Linked DNA regions of Sus scrofa: all the other regions are linked to region 1. A link is a contact called in public Hi-C and HiChIP or PLAC-seq data. All regions are on one chromosome and are shown on one strand. Each heading gives the region's core, a stretch centred on a gene start, on an enhancer-like site or on the middle of the called end of the contact. The rest is flanking DNA. Distances are from core to core; before and after follow the strand shown. Region 1 holds the start of SMARCD2 (SWI/SNF related, matrix associated, actin dependent regulator of chromatin, subfamily d, member 2). Region 2 holds the start of TEX2 (testis-expressed protein 2). Region 3 holds the start of DCAF7 (DDB1- and CUL4-associated factor 7).

Region 1 (3,655 bases), core at 796-3,295:
GAACTTGATGACTGAGACTCAGGGAAAGTAAGAGAAGGAAGAGTTTCAAGAATAAGCTTTCTGTAATTTTTTTTTTTTTTTTTTGCTTTGGGCTTTTGGCTTTTAGTTGCAGGAACCCTGGGCATCTCTTTGGGTCACTCTGTCTTCTGTGGCTCTCAGTGTTCTACAAGACCAGTTTGAATGTCTCAGCAAGGCAGGGTTGGCTCTTTCTTATGCCTTTAATCAAGATAGACATAGGGGAAGAAACTGGGAGGGAAGACAATGAGATAGTGATTTTGGACAAATGGGTTTAAATGACCTACAGAGGATCTAGCAGGGAGTTGAAATATGGATCTACAGGGAGGATTGTATCACAATGACCTGGGGGATCTTTTTAAAAATAGAATACTGGGAGCCATTGCTGTGTGTGTGTGTGTGTGTGTGTGTGTGTGTGTGTGTGTGTGTGTGTGTGAGTGAGTGAAGGGGTGGTTTGGCAGGGATATTTTGAAATAGCTCCCCAGGGGATTTACCCCTACTTCCTCTGGAATTACTGTTGCTCTAGCAGCTTGAAAGGGTTGAAATGGACATAAACGCTTTGTCATGAATTCTTTACCCACTTTACAAGCCGGAGAGAGGGGCCCTGGTTCAATGACTGGAACAATTCTAGTGGTCTTCTCAGACTGACAGGTAACCCACTTTTAGGGAGAAAGAGGAGAGGGATCCCTGAGAAGACCAAGAGGCAGGAAAGCAGCAGCAAAAGCAGGGTTTATCACTGGAGGAAAGATACCAGGAAGTACAGATGAGCAAAACTGACTAAAAATGGTTGCTCTATAAATGTGGAACGCTGTGGGGCAAGTCTTGGTTGGGGATGAAAACAAAGGAGAGGATTTGTATGGTAAAAAAGTCTATCTTGGATACTTAAAAAGTGTAGTCTGAGTAACAACAGCATTGCTCAGGAGCTTGTTAGGAATGCAGAATCTTGAGCCTACCCTAGAACCCAGGCCTACTGAAACTTAATCTGCATTTTTAACAAAAGCCTCAGATGTTTCTTATGCTCCTTAAAGAAGCACTGGTCTGTATCATGGGGAAAAAAAATCCCAGAATGTCAGAGGGGCTCCCTGGCACAGCTGAAGCAGCTTTATTTTGCATACCTGCTAACACAGATCTGATTTCCGAAAAGGTATTAAGTTTTTGAATAGTGCTTTAAATCCTGGAGAAAGACCTTATTTAACTTAGGGGTTTCTCATAATGCAAACTTCCTTCTCCTAGAAACATTTCCTCTGGAGTAAAGTATTAGAATTCCTTAAAGTGAGGCAGAGGCACGTTCGAAATATGCGATAAAAACTTGGCGCTTGGCCAAGTCCACTCTTCGCACAGCTGCATAGGGTCTGGAGCAGCCAAGTCTCTTGACAGCTCTGAGCCACTAGGATGGGCTTTTAGAGTCACGCTGGCGGCTGTTCTGCCGCAGAAAGCAGCTTTAAGTTGTCTGTAATGTTAAAACGTAGAAAGGAGCTCTGACAACTATTTTCAGGGACCGAGGCTGGGTACCTCGGCGAACCAGCCGCAAGGGGGGAAGAGAGCAGCAACTACCCGTTTACTACAGTAGTGCTAGTGACCTTCGACCTCTGACCTTCTGCATTTCTTGAGTTGCTTCCGCCCCCTCCCCTCCAGTGGAGGGCCGGCCCAAGGGTATGGGCGGGGCTCCGGGGACCGGCGGTTAGAGGCGGTGCCTGTAGGGGGGCGGGTCTCGCGAGGGCGGTATTTGAGGGGGCATCCTCGCATTGGCCAGCTGGGTATAGGCGGGGCCTAGCGCTGGGCTGGGTTAGGCGGGGGAGGGAGTTAACTGCAGCTTCTGGGTAACTGGACGCTGGCGTTGAAACCTCCAGAGACCGGCGAAGGCTAGCGGGCCCGTAGCGGATCCCGGATCCGGAATTTCCCGGGCAGGACCGGAATCAAGACCGGCCCGGCCCCAAACTGGGTTTGTGAGGAACTCGCGAACTTGGATTAGGAAATCCCGGAACCCGGATCAACAAACCCCAGAACCCGGAATTTAGATCGGAAAGTCCCGGACCGCGGAGCGCGGAGCGAACTCAGCGCGGAGCCCGGAGCCCGGATTGAGACACCGCGGGACGGGACGGAGCGATGTCGGGCCGTGGCGCGGGCGGGTTCCCGTTGCCCCCGCTGAGCCCTGGCGGCGGCGCGGTTGCCGCGGCCCTGGGAGCACCGCCTCCGCCAGCGGGACCCGGCATGCTGCCCGGACCGGCGCTAAGGGGGCCGGGGCCGGCTGGAGGCGTGGGGGGCCCGGGGGCCGCCGCCTTCCGCCCCATGGGCCCCGCGGGCCCCGCAGCACAGTACCAGGTGAGGAGGGCTGAGGGGCGGGCGGCGCCGCGAGCACACTCGGGTAGGGGGCGAAAGAGGCCTCGAGTGAGGGTCCTGGAGCAGCCTTCCTGACAGAGGGCACAGGGGCTCTGCATGCGGAGTTCACGGGGCACTGTGCGGGGCAAAGCCAGGGACTCTGGGGCTCGGCTAGGTGGTTGCGGAGGAGTTAGGGGAGAAGGTAAGAGCGACTCTCGGGTGAAGGGTTTGAAGCTGTTGGGAGGGTGTGAGGTCTTGGAACAGGGGTTCTGAGTAACTGAGAGATGGAGGAGTTGTTGGAGCTAGTGAATTGTAGGCGGGTGGCTTGAGAAGTCTAGTGTAGATTCTCCGCAATGGGGTCCTGGGAAGTGATGAGAAAGTTTTGGAAAAGGGCCCTCACTGAGAAACCAGGGTTACCCTACATTGGTCTTGGTCCTACTCCAAGGCTGCTCTTTTTTCTCTAGTTGGGAACTGGCAGAGTTTTAGCGTGTCTGAGATGGCTCCCAGCTGCTGAGGAGGAAGAAGGGCCTGGCTTCCCACCGACAGGAGGTGGAGGATAGGACCAGCGATTCCAGCCTGTGCAGGGGGAGTCTACTCCTGGGTCATGCGCAGGGGCCTTCACACAGGGGTGACTCTGGGTTAGACCAGAGAGGGTGGTGGCTAGGCCTGAGAAAGGAGGGAAACCCAGCCCATTCTGGACAGACTCTCTTTGGCTTTCTGCCTGGTGTCACAGTGTCCAGGAGTTGATTAGTCTGGGGGAGCATAGAGGCTCCAGTGAGCCTTGCTGGTCTGGGGCTGGAGGAGCCTGTGAGAGTTGCTTCAAAGGGTTCTGTCCTTACCTCTTTGGTGCTTGGCTTTGCAGAGGGCTTCTTGGGTTGCAGCTTCAAAGGCCATGGAGATGCAGAGACTCCATTCTTGGGGTCAGTGTGTGAGGAACTCAGCCTGACCCTGGGGTTGGGGCTTACCAGCCCCCAAGTTCATTGTTTCTGGTTGCCCCAGAATGCTTAGGAATTGTGCCCATTCTTTTCCTACCCTCTGTCCACTTTTTTTTTTTTTGTCTTTTGTCTTTTTAGGCCTGCACCCGCGGCATATGGAGGTTCCCAGGCTAGGGGTCGAAGCAGAGCTGCAGCTGCCAGCCTACATCAGAGCCGCAGCAACGCCAGATCCGAACCATGTCTGCCACCTACACCACAACTCATGGCAATGCCAGATCCTTAACCCACTGAGTGAGGCCAGGGATTGAACCTGCAACCTCATGGTTCCTACTCGGATTCGCTTCCAGTGCACCACAACGGGAACTCCATCCCCACTTTTAATTAGC
Region 2 (3,655 bases), core at 609-3,108, 330 kb before region 1:
TTTTCAAAAAGAAGGGCTTCTTGTAAGGAATCATACTGGATCTTATTGCCCTCCAATCTGAGGTCAGGCTGACACTGTGTTAATGAAGCTAATATTTATGTAGGGCTTGGCCCAGGCAAGGCCCAGGCAAGGAGGGTTGGGGGTGGGGGTGGGGGCCCACTCTGAGATGCACACAGCCAGTTTTCCAGGACCCTTGCAGGGTGCAGCCCCAGGCTTCCACCTCCACGCCCCACCCCCACTCCAGGTGGAAGTTTTAAGATGTGGCCAAGAAAAGCTTTGGGCTGTTTCTTTCTTTCTTTCTTTTTTTTTTTTTTTTTTTTTCTGGATCTTTTCTAGGGCTGCACCTGCGGAATATGGAGGTTCCTGAGCTAGGGGTCTAATCGGAGCTGTAGCTGCCAGCTTTCTCCAGAGCCACAGCAACACAGGATCCAAGCCGCATCTGCGACCTACACCACAGCGCATGGCAACGCCGGATCCTTAACCCACTGAGCGACACCAGGGATGGAACCTGAAACCTCATGATTCCTAGTTGGATTCGTTAGCCACTGAGCCACGTCAGGAACTCCTGTTTCTCTATTAATTAACTGTCTATGTTGCACATTTCCAGATTTCCACAACTGGAGCCCTCTCCATTTCAAACAAGGATTCCTTTTTCTTTGGGAAGGCCAAGGGGAAGCAAATGGTGATCCCAGGCAGTGATGTCTGCAACCCAGAGACTTCATCCCGATGAGGCTAACTCATGTGTGTGTGTGGAGCTGTTGCTGGTGAACACAGCATTCATCAGATATCAGAGCAAAAAAAAGGGGGGTTGTTGTTCAATTTGCGGGTTCTGGTGGAAGAGCTGACTTTCAAGTTCAGATCATGACTTCTGGGTCAGATGTATGTCTGGGACATGGGGATGGGGAGAGGAATGTGTCTGGGAGGGTGAGCAGGGCTTGATGGTGTGGGAGTCAAGTTCCAGAAGGGCAAGGGTTATAACTGGGCCTGGTGATGGCAACGAGGAAGGGTGTGTTTGCCCTTAAAGCATTTAAGCATTGTCTCATGAGTCAGAGAACAAGACCGGCTAGTTGCTTCATTCCCGCCCCGTGCCCTTCAAGTTCAGGTCTTAGTATGACCCATTCACGGAATGTTCTGAGTTTCTCAGTAGGCAGCCTCCAGCCCAGCAAGTTTCCTAAACATATATTATTGATCTTCAGAATGAAAACAACAAAAAAAAAGAGGTTATCTTTATTTGTGGCAGTTGAAGCAGAATTTCATTACAGTGATGGACTGTGAAATATATATCTGAGTGTGGCTATTGTACCACCTACATCAGAATCACCGCGGGGGAGGGATGTTGAGAAATGTATACTTTCCCCAGTTCCATTCCAGACACAGGGAATGTCTGTTAGAAATCCTGCAGGGTGAGGCGAATATCTGGGATTGCACGGGAACAGATGTGTCTGACAGCACTCTAAACCTCAAATTAGAGTCCATTTGCCAAGCGGGAGACCCTTGCTTCTCCGAGCCTCAGTTTCTTCTTCTGACAGAGGCAGGTTCTATCTCTACTTGTTGCTAGGTTGCAGGAGGAGGAAATTAATAAGTACAAAGTGCTGATAAGAGCCGGGCTGCTGGCCTGGGAGAGAAGAGAAGCTCTTACCCCTCCACTCCAGGCTCTTCCAGGTAACGCCGCCGCAGTCCCTCTCCCGGGCCTCGTGGACGGCGGCCCCTTTAACAGGCCTGACCAATCGCCCGCCCATTTCCGCGGCTGCTCCTCGGCGCGCGGGTAGGGGCTGGATTGGCCGGGCCTGGCGCGCGGCCTGCTCCGCCCCCGCCGCCCTCTGGTTGGAGGCGACGGCCGCGGGCGCGGGGCGGATCCGCCGGCGGGGCGGGGCGGCCGGTGCCCCGGGGCGGGCGGGCGGCCGGACGGCTGCGGGAGCCCGAGCCGAAGCCGGAGCCGAGGCGGCCGTGGAGTACGGGCGCCGGCGCACTACAATGAGGCAGCCAGTGGATCCAGGGTGAGCGTGCTCGGGGCCAGGCGGGGCGGTGGAGGGACCGCCCGCTGAGAAGGCCTGGGTTGGGTGGCTCCGGCTTCACTGGGTCCAGCGTGCGGCCCGGGGCTGGCGGCCGTTAGTGCGGCGGGGCGCGGGGGTCCGGCTCCTCAGGAACCCACTGTCACGGTTTGGGTGTTGACGGGGACGCCCACTCGCGACGCCCTCGGGCGCACCCTTCTTCCCTTTGGGGCGGTGTGGGGCGGTCTGGGCTTGACCCCGCTGGAGGTGTGAGCTGGCGGGTCGCTGTAGCATGCCGTCCGCTGGCTCCGGACTCGGCCCCGGCCGGGGAGGACTGCCCACATGCAAACTAAGGGAAAACGGCTTGTAATTTTATGAATGGGGCCCCGCGTTCCTGCCGCCCCCCGCGCCATCGTCGCGAAATGCCTGAAAGTCGAGAACCATAGTTACTTTTACGCGGATCCTTCAGAGGCTGGCTGCGCCTCGGGTTGTTTTTCCTCTAACTCCTGGAAATCGCGGGTGGCGGTGGGTGGTTTGCGTGCCTTAGACCTGAGGCGGCGGCGTCCCGAAAGCCGAGGGTTTGGAAGGTTAACAAGTGACATTGGGCTGAGGCCTAACGCCAGGTGCCCTGCCCGGGAGCGCGGGTGTGACGGCGTAGGCTGTGCTGCTGGCGAGCTCACGAATGCAACCGTGGGGCCGGAGATGGACTGGACCGCCGGCTTCACTTGCACCACGCACGCTGCCTAGAATGCATGGCTGACGCGGGAGTCGGTGCAGGGGAGTTTTCCCCTTTCAAAAATGGTTTTTGGAAAACTTAGCCCATCGGTGGGTTGATGGTTACTTAAACCATCGGTTGTTATGGTTACACGGCATCCAGTATAAGGGCAGAGTCTGTTTCCACCCTCGCTCTTCCTCCAAGGCTATGAAGTACTTTGTCACTAGGTTTTAATAGACGCTGCCCAAGGAGGGCATACTTTTTCAGAGTTAGAGGAAAAGCGTGGGCTCCCTGAAGGTAGGGGGAGGTGCCATATTCATGTTTGAAGTTCTAGGTCTTGACACCATGGCTTCTCTGCCCAAGAACTGAAAAGAACCAGCCTTTCCGCACGGTTTGGTGATTTTCATCAAAGGATTTAAAGGAGTCCTTTCAGGAGCCTGATGTAAGCTGGAAGGGAAACGAGTGACTTTTATGTGGAAACCAAAAAGGAACAACAGAGGGGCAGATGATCCTTGAATTCTAGGATAGGGAGTGTTTGCAGAGTCTAGGGTTGAGAGTTTTGAGCTCAGTGACACAGTGAAGCTTTTCTCATAGGAGGTATTGGAAGAGCAGAACTGCCATTTCATATCACTTCTTAGCCAATTCTTAAATTATTTCAGGCATCTTTCAAATTTTTCTAAAAGTTGATGGTCTAAACTTATGGAAAACATCAGGCTCCTGAGGCCATGGGGGTAGAGTGGGATTTTTTGCCATATGGTTTCTCTTTTTCACATGGGCCTCTGGGAGTGTCAGGAAAGGCGTGAAAGGGGGTGGGGATGAGAGGGGTGTAGAGGGTGGCTTGCCTGCACATTTATCTCTGGGAAAGGTGCTGTGCCTGAGAGGAAGGAGATTAACAAGCTGATTCAGATCAGATGATGGTGGCAATTGAGACAACTGCCAAGTAACCCGA
Region 3 (3,655 bases), core at 347-2,846, 260 kb after region 1:
TCCTAGTCGGGTCGTCACTGCTGAGCCACAACCAGAACTCCTTAAGATCTAATTCTAAGATGTGCTCCTGAAAACCTGCAAACAAAATTACAATGCTCAAATGTTTTCTAAAGGACTTCTTTCCTACAACAAACTGTGGGTCAGAAATAATAAAACTTACCTATGCAGTGTCCCACAGCTAATCAGTGGACTAGACAAGGCCTAATCCTAGAGCACCTGGCCTTTTCCCCTGCACCATGCCTCTGCCCACAATTTATTCTTAAATTAGACTGTTCCTGGTGTCAAGCAGGTGTACAGGTTTTAAACACCACTAAGCATGGCTCTCAGTTGCTCTGATCACTATCAGTCAATCACAACGCTTACTCTAATACAATAAATGGCAAACTACGGAGTAATGGAAAGAAAATTCTTTCCACTAACTTATTCAACTTCCAAAACTAAATTTATGTGTCACTGCCAGCTTCAAGCTTCCTCCTATTAACCGCGCTTCTAAAAAGGATTCTCAAATTGTGGATGTCCAGAAAGACTTACTTCTACTCCAGGTTACTTGTCTGTATCAGCATGAAAGATGCCAAGAAAACAAATGGCAAGCATCACCCTTTTCTATGCAGAAGACAATAGCCATTGGCAAGATTTCCAAAAAGAGATAGCTTTGAAGAGGACGAATATGAGGCAGCAATAGCAATGGCAATCCCGGCAGAAAGGCTGGGGAAATCCAGGGAACAGGGGGCGGTGAAACCTGCTAAACAGTCCTAATAGAAATCTAGTGTGGCCAGGGGAGAAGGACCACGGGGCTCCAGCATCTTCTTCGCAGCCATCACTCCCTCATCCCTCCTCCGCCCCCCAACTGAAGCTGCAGGAGAGGAGGGGATAGGCGTGATAAACGGCACAGCTCTGCGCTGCAAACTTGGGTTTGAGACCTGTTTCCGTCACGCAATAGCTGTCTGACTGGGGCAAGTCACAACACGGTGCCTCAGTTCCCCCATCGGTAAAATGCGGGTAACTACACTCCTGACTACCCAGGAATGCTGCAAGGATTAAATGAGACGAGAGCGAAACCCTCTGCACAGGGCCAGACACAGAGGAACCGCTCCGTGGCGCTAAGGCAGGTCCGCAGGAGGGTCCTGGGGTCTGAGCTCCGGCCGGGAAAGGGCGCTCCAGGTGCCCGCGTCCCTCTAGCTGGGTTCCGAGCCCCTGCCCGGCCCACCTTGTTGTTGTACTCCTCCACGAAGCTGCCCAGCGCCAGGCGAAAGCGCTTGTCGGGCCGCACGCTCCAGTTCATGGCGTAGACGGTCCAGGGCGCTTCATACTTGTAGATCTCCTTCCGTTTGCCGTGCAGGGACATAGTGGCGGCGGCGGGGCCGCAGTGCGGGCCGGGACGGCAGCGAGCTGCGGCGGGCGGGGCGCGAATCGGGCAGGGAGTCAGGCCTGGGACGGAGGGGTCCGAAGGGAGGCGGGGCGGGGGCGGGTACGGACAGCCTAGCCCGGAAGCGGGGCCGCTGCTACAGACAACGACAGCCGAGCCCGACCCCCACTTTCAAACCTGCTTCGGCTCGGACAACAACCACCTTCCGTTTGAGACCCCGCCCCACCCTCTAGAACGGAAGCCACGCGACCCCCTCAGCGGCGCCGGCCGTTGGCTACCTGACACGTCCTTTCGAACGGCTCCTTCTCCTCATTGGCTAGTGTACCCGTAGCTTCTGAAACCTCCTTGCTATTGGTGCGTATGGTTGTCATTCCGATTACTTGCTCTGCCCAACTCCAGGGGGCAGGCGCTTTCACAGCCACAAAGGTCATTGGCTGACAAAGATGTCAGTCAGAGAGATAACGGCGCAGTGCGGGTGAATCGGGGTGTGGGCGGCTTAAAAGCTCGCGTACTGTGCAGCAGGCCTCCAAGTTCTAGGCCAAGTCTCTGAGAGTGAAACCTCTTACGTGACTGCTCTGACTTCCCCACTGCAGCTGCTATTCTGACCGGATTCTCCACGTTGGCGAGTGAAAATGAAAAGTCTGCCTTACGAGAGGGCCTGCTGCGTTTCGCGGCACTGAGCTCCCGGGCCTTGCGGACGGGCCTGCGCCGAAGGGAAACCCCTTTATTTCCCTGCTTCGCCAACGCCTCCTTTAAATTGGAATGTTGTTCTCCCAGCGTACCAAGGGCAGACGGCGGACACGCCGCTCTACTCAGGACCAGGCCAGCTTCAGTCAACCTTTCCTGGCCATTCTAGAAGTGCTTGGAATTAGAGGATTGGTCTTCAGCAGGCAGCAACCCCGCCAGCGTGGCTGTCAGCTTCTGTTTCCATCTTTTCCCACGAGCGTCCCAAGGCAAATGCTAATCTAGCCTTAAATATATAAGTGTCTTGAATTTGAAATGGGGAAGGGTCAGAATCTAGGTAACATCTCTTTATAATTTAAATGGTTTCCAATAATTTGCTTTCAACAAAACTAAGCAAAAAATTGTATTGAATTGTTAGATAATATATCATTAAATATAGTATTTAGTGGAGTTCCTGTTGTGGCTCAATGGAAACAAATCTGACTAGTATCCATGAGGACGCAGGTTCGATCCCTGCCCTCGCTCAGTGGGTTAAGGATCCGACATTGCCATGAGCTGTGGTGTAGGCCAGCGGCTACAGCTCTGATTCGATCCTTATCGTGGGAACCTCAATAGTTAGGGCACATGTGACCTTAAAAAGACTATATATATATAGTTTTTAGTGATAAAAGTGATTGTTAACAGAAAACTCAGAAAGAAGGACGCACGTTTGATCACCAGCCCCACACAGTGGGTTAAGGATCCAGGGTTGCCACAGCTGCAGTGTAGACGGCAACCGCAGCTGGGATCTGATCCCTGGCTAGGGAACTCCATATCCATGTGCTTCCAGGTGGCCAAAAAAAAAAAAAGAAAGAATTCAAAGAATTGAGTGACTGAGTGACACTGTTTAATGTAACAAACTCCTCACAGTCCTATCCACTTCCGTAGGTGAACAAGTTTTCTGTGTTTATGTCTTCCTCTAATAAAAAAATAATATTCATTCACATACATGGACTAATTGAGAGGAAAATACCCTCTCTTAAGAGCTGTATTTCCAGTAAAATTTTAGTTTCTATAAAAATTTAAATAGAGAAGAGTTCCCGTTGTGGCTCAGTGGTTAACGAATCCGACTAGGAACCATGAGGTTGCGGGTTCTATCCCTGGCCTTGCTCAGTGGGTTAAGGATCGGGCGTTGCCGTGAGCTGTGGTGTAGGTCGCAGACATGGCTCGGATCCTGAGTTGCTGTGGCTCTGGTGTAGGCCGGCGGCTACATCTCTGATGAGACCCCTAGCCTGGGAACCTCCATATGCCACAGGAGCGGCCCTAGAAAAGGCAGAAAGACCAAAAATAAATAAATAAATAAATTTAAATAGAGATATTTATGTTGTTTTGAACAACTCAGTACTAATAAGTGTAACCCTTAAAGTCTTAGGTTAGAAACAATTTTAAAATTTCAATTTATATATATGTGTTACAAGTAGATATGATAAGGTTATTAGTAGTAGACTTTCAAGCATGGAAATAAATTACATGTTGGATAAACTGCGGATGGAATAGAGTGAAATGATGAGTACAAAAAAAGGAACGACGTTAAAGAAGAGCTTGTTCTGTTTTTAAAATGAATGA

The links. A called contact is a pair of places that touch in the nucleus more often than the background predicts. HiChIP or PLAC-seq counts read pairs in DNA pulled down with a chosen protein or histone mark.
Region 2: a Hi-C map of skeletal muscle shows a contact between it and region 1, with 4 times the contacts expected there. The contact joins the promoter of TEX2 here to the promoter of SMARCD2 in region 1. A contact is called at or near these places in 3 of 47 Hi-C or Micro-C datasets (heart right ventricle, liver and skeletal muscle).
Region 3: an H3K27ac HiChIP or PLAC-seq map of alveolar macrophages shows a contact between it and region 1. The contact joins the promoter of DCAF7 here to the promoter of SMARCD2 in region 1. A contact is called at or near these places in 1 of 5 promoter capture datasets (fetal liver) and 1 of 2 datasets of contacts at active chromatin or transcription factors (alveolar macrophages).

What each region holds. Positions count from the first base shown.
Region 1 is chr12:15,089,881-15,093,535 of Sscrofa11.1, forward strand. It overlaps SMARCD2 (SWI/SNF related, matrix associated, actin dependent regulator of chromatin, subfamily d, member 2), which reads left to right and starts at 2,046. Exons shown (of 13, transcript NM_001244252.1): 1 at 2,046-2,337. The coding sequence starts at 2,122.
Region 2 is chr12:14,762,596-14,766,250 of Sscrofa11.1, forward strand. It overlaps TEX2 (testis-expressed protein 2), which reads left to right and starts at 1,859. Exons shown (of 15, transcript XM_021066767.1): 1 at 1,859-1,997.
Region 3 is chr12:15,349,400-15,353,054 of Sscrofa11.1, forward strand. DCAF7 (DDB1- and CUL4-associated factor 7) reads right to left here and starts at 1,597. Exons shown (of 7, transcript XM_003131294.4): 1 at 1,208-1,597. The coding sequence starts at 1,345. It overlaps KCNH6 (potassium voltage-gated channel subfamily H member 6), which reads right to left. Exons shown (of 14, transcript XM_003131296.4): 14 at 3,366-3,655.